Regions from separate parts of the Larimichthys crocea genome. Here region 1 is linked to region 2. The links are chromatin contacts, called in public Hi-C maps. All regions are on one chromosome and are shown on one strand. The core of a region is the stretch at or near the end of the contact, and the rest is flanking DNA. Distances in the headings are between cores, read along the strand shown.

The links. Hi-C and Micro-C count contacts between places; a contact is called where the count stands out from the background.
Region 1: a contact with region 2 is called in a Hi-C map of muscle, with 8 times the contacts expected there. The contact joins the promoter of cfap298 here to the promoter of slc7a1a in region 2. A contact is called at or near these places in 2 of 7 Hi-C or Micro-C datasets (both in muscle).

The regions. Positions count from the first base shown.
Region 1 is chrXXII:7,193,904-7,197,455 of L_crocea_2.0, forward strand. cfap298 (cilia and flagella associated protein 298) reads right to left here and starts at 1,538. Exons shown (of 8, transcript XM_019270419.2): 1 at 1,395-1,538; 2 at 977-1,136; 3 at 706-873. The coding sequence starts at 1,115. It overlaps synj1 (synaptojanin 1), which reads right to left. Exons shown (of 30, transcript XM_027273824.1): 30 at 2,572-3,552.
Region 2 is chrXXII:6,626,635-6,630,414 of L_crocea_2.0, forward strand. It overlaps slc7a1a (solute carrier family 7 member 1a), which reads left to right and starts at 1,663. Exons shown (of 13, transcript XM_019253100.2): 1 at 1,663-1,995. It overlaps paxbp1 (PAX3 and PAX7 binding protein 1), which reads left to right. Exons shown (of 18, transcript XM_010737016.3): 17 at 417-571; 18 at 806-1,313. The coding sequence ends at 926.

The DNA of each region.
Region 1 (3,552 bases), core at 288-2,787, 570 kb after region 2:
GCAGAGGGTTTTTCTAACAGGATATACTTTAAGATCTTACTGTGGCTCTGCTGGGAGGAAACCTAAAAGTCTGAATGGGTGGGCCAAGAAATACCTACAGCGGCCCTTTAGTGTTAAAACAATAGACCCCCCTACATATAACACATGGGTCCAGAAGGCAGTGCTGTAGTCAGGACTAACTAAATAGAGACCAAGAGACTAGAGTGTATTGAGACCAAGTCAAGACCAAGACCAGACAGTATATAGCAGACTTAGGCAGCTAATATTCACACAAACTCTTTGGGTGCAGGGTGGCTGTTACATTGTATCACCTCACTGCTGCCTGATGTTATTTCAGACTTCTGTTTTTGCAGATGGACTCTAAAATCCAGAGTCATCTTTGTCTGAGAGCGAGATGAGATCATCTAAAGTTTTCTTGAGACTGATTTGGAGTACTACAGGGACTTCTACCAGATGGAGCGCACTACATATTTATTAAGGCTCCAAAAATCCATCCATCAGTTTATACTCTCCCTCTTTATACATTTACACAACACCTCACTGCTTTGTACAGTAAGTACTGTTTGTTTGTATGTATGTATGTGTATGTATGAATATGTATATTTAATTCAATATCTTTATGCTGCCTTTTGTTTGTCTTGTTTGTTTATAACTGAGCTATAACGTGTACAGATGTTGTCCACAGTCACAGAGTCACAGTCTCACCGTGTCCGTTTCTCCTCCCCATCTCATCGGTCTTTAACACCGGCCCCCCGCTGGGCACACACTTGTCCTCCCACTCGTCCTTCAGTCTCAGCTCCACGACCTGCTCCTCTGTCAGCCCCTGCATGTTGGGTGGCAGCGTGACGCCATGGTCTGCCAGCTCTGGGATCTCTGACGGTGCAGAAACAAACAGCATGTACATGTCAGTGTAACTACATCAAGACGTCTTTGTGAGGTGAGTGCAGCCTGCTGAGTCATGCTGAGTCATGCTCACCTGAACACACTCTGTCCACTTTGAGCCTCCCGTTGTAAACGGCTGTGACCTCCTTGATCACCGTCTCCAGTGGGACGTCCACGGTGGTGTTGTAAAGAAACTGGCTTTCCTCTCCACGCTTCACGTGCAGCTGCACCATGTCGACAAAGTAACCCGCCGCCTGTTCACCCGCAAAAAAGTCACGCGTGTGCGTGGACGTCTCACGTCACTTTATTGACGAATAAACCGCAACGACACGAGCGACGGTCCCGTCTTAAAGCGTGTAAACAGTGTAACCATGGCAACAGTCGCGAGCGGACGCTTCCAGAAAAACACAGAGTTAGCTCCTGACAGGCTAGCTGAGTGAGCTAGCTGTTTCCCGCCCTCAGTCTCTTACAGGGTACATTTGTGTACAGTGGCCGAACATGTGAACACTTACCTGCGTGATAACACTTCAAACTCCACTGCTCAGCCTGCACTCACACTCTGTGTACAGCCATTATTAGCATTACGAGCTAAACATTCCAGGAGAAGTCACCGGGATACGTTCTTCTTCCCGGGAACAGCTAACGGCAGGTCAGCTTCATCCGAGCAGACATTACCGCCCTCTAACGGTGGGTGCTGGTAACACCGTGTTATGTGCAATGAAGTGTTTTTAGTCCTCTGCAGTGGTACATATGGTGCAACATAGGAGGAAGGAATTCCCATTGTGATAATGTGATGGGGATATGATGAATTAATTCAACATCTGTAATCTTGTTGATCGTGTTTAGGCTGCCCTGCTTCACCGGCAGACAAGAGCACTTGCCTGAATGTTTCTCTGCATGTTGGCATGTTAAAATAATAAATAATAAGGTTAATTAAACATCACATATCTAAAAAATTTATAGAAAATACTGGCTGTGTCAGGTTCTTTACAAAAAGAAACATGAACTGGTCTATCTATCCGTTTTCTTTAACCACTCACCCTCATCAGGGTCAGTGGTGACGTGGTTCCTGTTTTGATCCTTGATGAACTGTCAGCTGGGATAGGCTGCAGCCTCACTGTGACACTGAAGAGCTTAGAGATAATGGATGAATGGATGGGTGGATGGATGGATGGATGGATGGATGGATGGGTGGATGGATGGATGGATGGATGGATGAATAGTGTGAGTGTGAATGCTTGGTTCACCATGTAATGAACTGGTCACTCATCCCTCACCTGTCCAGTATTATACTAATAAATTTGAAAATGAAGTTTCTAAAAGATGATGGGATAGAAAGGGGCAAAAACATCCATATATCATGAATATTTATGTCATATACTGATAGAATGTGAAGATCTTGATGTCAATATAGAAATTAAACATGATTCAGATGATTTCATTGGTTGAAGATGTTTTAATTTTGCCCTTTGGGACCATATGAATGTGTGTTTGCTTTTAGAGGCTGCTTAGGCATTTGGAAATAATATCCAGGACCTGTAAGACTATCAGCATATATAATATATACACATAATGTTGTTGCAGATTCATAAATGTCTCCATTAACAAACACATTGTAACTGTACAAGCAAATTGTAAGCAGAGTTTTATGATGAATAATTCTTTTTGAGAAAAGGGACAACATCACTGTTCGGGTAATTTTACATTTATTTTTGCATACATACAACATAAACTGCTTCATACATAAATGTGCAATCGGCTGTGCACTTAAAATATGGAAGGTTGGATATTAACATGAATCACAGCTTCATGTTTTCATCTTGAATACATACAGATTATGTTCAACAACAACAGACTCTTATTTACTATGGATTATAGCCATAAAAAGGACACCAACCTCACAAAAAAAAGGAGCAAATTTGTTTCCTATAAAATCTCATCTTGAACATGACATGACACAAAGCGCTGGCTAGTCCCCTACTTTTAATGCAGATACAGTATCTACTGCACACATTTGGATAACACAATCAATGCATTTGAGAGATGACGTCAACATGTAAGCAAAGGCAACCTGACACACTTGCTTACATAGACAGCTACTGCGTTCAGTGCAGTGAGATTATTCGTACGGATTTCACACAAAGCGCAGGAGCGGTAGTTAACAGGTGCTTTCTTGGGCCAGATGTTTTATCCTCCCGTGAACCATCCAAATGCTTTAAAAGACTTTTCAGCCGTTTAATGAAGGTTGGGAGGAAAAACAACATCTGAGTAGACTGACACAGCTGGCATGAGTCGTTTTAGGGAGGATTTCACTCTCACAGATCCTTTTGCAAAACTATTGCTTGTCATTGTCGAGAACAGCGACGCCGACCTATACAGTTTCGACAGAAGTGAAAGGGTGAAGTAGGTAGTACGAGGGGAAAATACTGACACATCACCTCTGACAACACACGACACACACACACACACACACACACAGATCATGAATGAAATCAGTGACACTCAGTAACAATTACTCCCAACATATGGGTTAGATATCTGGAATGTGGGCCACGCTGCACCTGGGACAGACACATCAACTGTCAATGATAATCCGGTGATTCTTTTGGGTCTGAGCAGTGCTGCCAGAGGGGGAATTCTCACTCTGGTGTTGGTGGGGTAAAAAAAAAA
Region 2 (3,780 bases), core at 413-2,912:
GTGTGAATTCATCCGTTCGCTCCACAGTGTTGCAGTCATCGCAACTTCAGAAGTAGCTCTTTCTGGTAAATACACACACTTAGTGTAATGAAGGGAGAATTTGAATTCATCAAGTTCACAGGTTTTGTCTGAGAAAATTATGACTTGTAATAAAAGTTTTCAAACTGCGTTTAGACATTTTTATTTCTCAGTTTCAAAATCATTCTGGAGACATCTTCCTTATGTAATGTCTAAAAATACAGCCAGTTTTTTTGGAAACTGGCTCCTCTGGGCTCTGACACTTTGAGAGGCGCTTATATTTTATCATACTCAGGTCACTGTGATTGGCTACATTCCACTTCCCCCGTTCCCGTGTTTGTTCTGCCGTTTTTGTTGATCAGCTTTGTGTGAACTGACTCCTCCTCGTCCTCTCTCAGGTGGTGGAGTGTATACCGGTGCACTGGTTCTCCGGGCTGAAGGGCCAACAGACGTTGCCTCAGTTGGAGCCGTTCTGCCGCTACCTCACCCACCTGGCCAACTCATTGCACCGCAGCAGTTTTGGCGCGCCTGATGTGGAACGGCGCACTGCCAAGTAAGGCTCTGCATGTATAACTGCACACACACTTTGTCCTGATCAGGGAGCCTGAGTTTAGTAATGGCTCCCTCTGCTGGAATATTATGGAAGCTGCTTTAAGATGGAGAACATGTCAGGGCTGTCAAACTACATACAAACAACAGTTTAATAACTAGTGTTCGTACATGATTAACTGATGTTGTGATATGGTGGTTTCATACTGCTTCTAACTGAATACATATCTGTCAACAGGGATCAAATCAAAGAGGTTGTGAGGATGCTGGGCCACATGAACGCCCTGGACCACATCATCACCGTGGCAGCAGAGCTTGGCATCAAAGACATCAAGCCGCTTTTAGAAGCCAAGTCTTGAGGAGGACACGGCAACGGCAACTTTTTAATTCACCTTTCGTTACGCTCGGCACATTTGAAGCCGCCGGATCACTAAGTTTGAATCCCGGAAAAAAGGTGTGGTGAATAAAACTCAACATTTGTTACCTTTTTTCTGAAAAGTGAAGGTAAAAAAAGAAAAGTGTAAATATTGTGAATAATGTATAGAACAGTGTGCTCATACACAGGACTGATGCTGAAAACGAGGCCTTGTATTGTCAGCTCAAAACAACCACTCCGTTACATGTGTTGGCAACAATTTAAATGTATAATTTATTGAGTGAATTGTTGGATTACTGGCATCTGTGTGCAAAACGTGTGATCTCTACACTGACACTGTCTGTTTTAACCTGGATATCTGTAAAAAAAACTGCTCATTTCTCTCGAGGACTCTGCTTTCCCGTATGTGCCAAAAGATAAAAACTGCACCCTGACGACCAACATGTCTCCCTCTGTGGGACAGTTGATATGGACGTTCTTCGATCCCTTAACACTTCTGTTTCACCGATGACCAGACCTGAGCTGAGAGCTTTGTAAAAGTTTTGTTTTAGTATTTTTTTTGTTTGTTTGTTTTGCCTGAGAATAAAAAATCCATTTGAACGATCACTGGCTTGTTGCGAAGTGAAACTTGTGACCCCTGAGATGGTTTCCATCCATCTGACATAGAAAGGAACAATCCAGAATCATTTTGTGATGAAGATTTTATCATCTGAAGAAGAATCACATCACTGATTTTCACCCTTTCAATCGAGTCCTCCAATGACAAATGTGAAACACCTCTTGTGGTAGTCGACCACTACTCTAATGGTAATGAGTGGGCGGGGTTGTTTGTCTCCGTGTCCCCTCCTCCATCCAAACGAGTTAAACAGCACAACCCCCGAGTTTAAATTCCTCCTCCTCACCTGTAAAGAGAGACGCAAACTTTGCAGATCACCGTGTGTCGACGCAGCGTTTGTTTTGTTTTTTCTACACAATTTACACATTTGGAAACCTCTGAAGGAAACTGGTTTATCTCGGATCACTGCTTCATGCGCCCCTGCAGGGTATACAAGGTAAAGAAGTCCTCACACACGCTTCATTATGCTACATGCATGTAAAATGTTATGTAACGTTCAATTAACTTCCAAGCATCTGTAACGCCGAGATATTTCATGTTGCACCCGAGCTTAGGGCGCTGTAAGGGAACGCGCGTTTCTGTGCGTAAAGTTGGCTGGCTGCGCGGAACGGAGGAGCACTCACTCCAAACCACATGCTCATTTTACTCGGACCCCATTTTTTACTGCTTTCAAAGTCAGCGCTGCCGTTTCCTGCAGCGTGCCTGTGAGGAAATACAACTGCACTACATAATTTCCTTCTCGCACTCCTCGCTGCTCAACGGTAAAGATTAGGGTGACCCTCGCGTCGATGCGCATTGTGTGTAACCGTGATGATGTAATATGAGACATAGGAGCCCTGGAATGTGTTATGGCTTCAGGATTCCACCGTGGGAGCTACAGTGTAGTGTGTCCGAAAGGGGCTCCTTCTGCTCCTGCTGATGATGATGATGGTGATGTGAGGAAGGTGGTGGCTGTTGTCTTGGACCTGAGTGAACACTGACATGTAGAGCAAGCAGCAAATCACAAGTGTGTAAAGTGAACTCTTCAGCTTTTGTTCAGGCAATCGTTTACAGATTAAACCCCTTATAAATGTATCTGCTTCCTCTGGAAACCCCAGAGTGGAAAGGTTTCAGTCAACAAGAGCAGCATAGATCAGCCTGGTACAGTGATGCAGTTTGATGGAGGTAGGACTCAATCTGTGCGTTTGAAAAAGCAGTAAAATAACAGTTGATGAATGTGTGAAAAAGTATAATTCCAACTCCAAACTCCAAATAATTTACTGCCCCGCTCCATAAAATGTCTGTATTGTAAGAAGGACTCAGTAGCAAGAGTTGACCTTTTAGACGTCCATGGCAACAGTTCAGACCAGTTCCAGTCAGTCTAACTTTAGCCTCTCTGAAAGTGGGCCACTTGTGGGCAAGCTGCTGACTGCAAGCCTGTATGTAGCATATACAAAACGCACTGAAGGGTGTGAGGGTGTGTGTGTGCGCATGGAAGCTTTCCAGGTACTGAGATTATGGGCATGGCTTCAGCATGTGATGGCTTTATGTTTCCTCTTTGCTGCGCCTCCATGCTGAATGTTTGGTTGCCCGTGTGCTTGGTAATAGCAGCATAACCTTGTATGTACTCAGAACAGTGCTGAGCTTTTGTTTACACACACAGTTTTATGACACAAGTTGGTAGTTTTTTTTTTTAAGACTTGTCAAAACAGTGTGTACAATGTAAGCTACTGTAGCTGCAGTAAATAGATTGCAGTGTGTACAAAACATGAATGAGCAGCTTATTACGATGTCCGGTAATTTCATGCTTATGGAAATTGCTGCAATAGAAACAGAGAGCTAGAGAATAAACGTTGTATTCAGCAGGCATCGCCTGATCAGCTTTTTACGTGACTGATGCAATACAATACACAATATCTGACTATATTTAAAATGTAAATATTCTCTCTGAGAATCAGAGATGGAAGAAAATAAAAGCTTAAGTTAGAATGTGTGAATATTATGGTTAGATAAGTTCAAAACCATGAAAGCTGCATAACTTAAATACTCTGATTAGTGTGTGAATGTCCCAGACGTTAGCCCACCTTAATTATCAGAAAATAATCAGCAAACAGACTCCAGTGTTAGACAGAGATATCTGTAAAGGTTGCTTTCATTCATACTCTTGTAGTCCGTTATGTTTGCATAAAAGTTAAAGAGCCTTCTGTGTTTTATCTACGATTTATGGCTCCTGTCTCTGAAT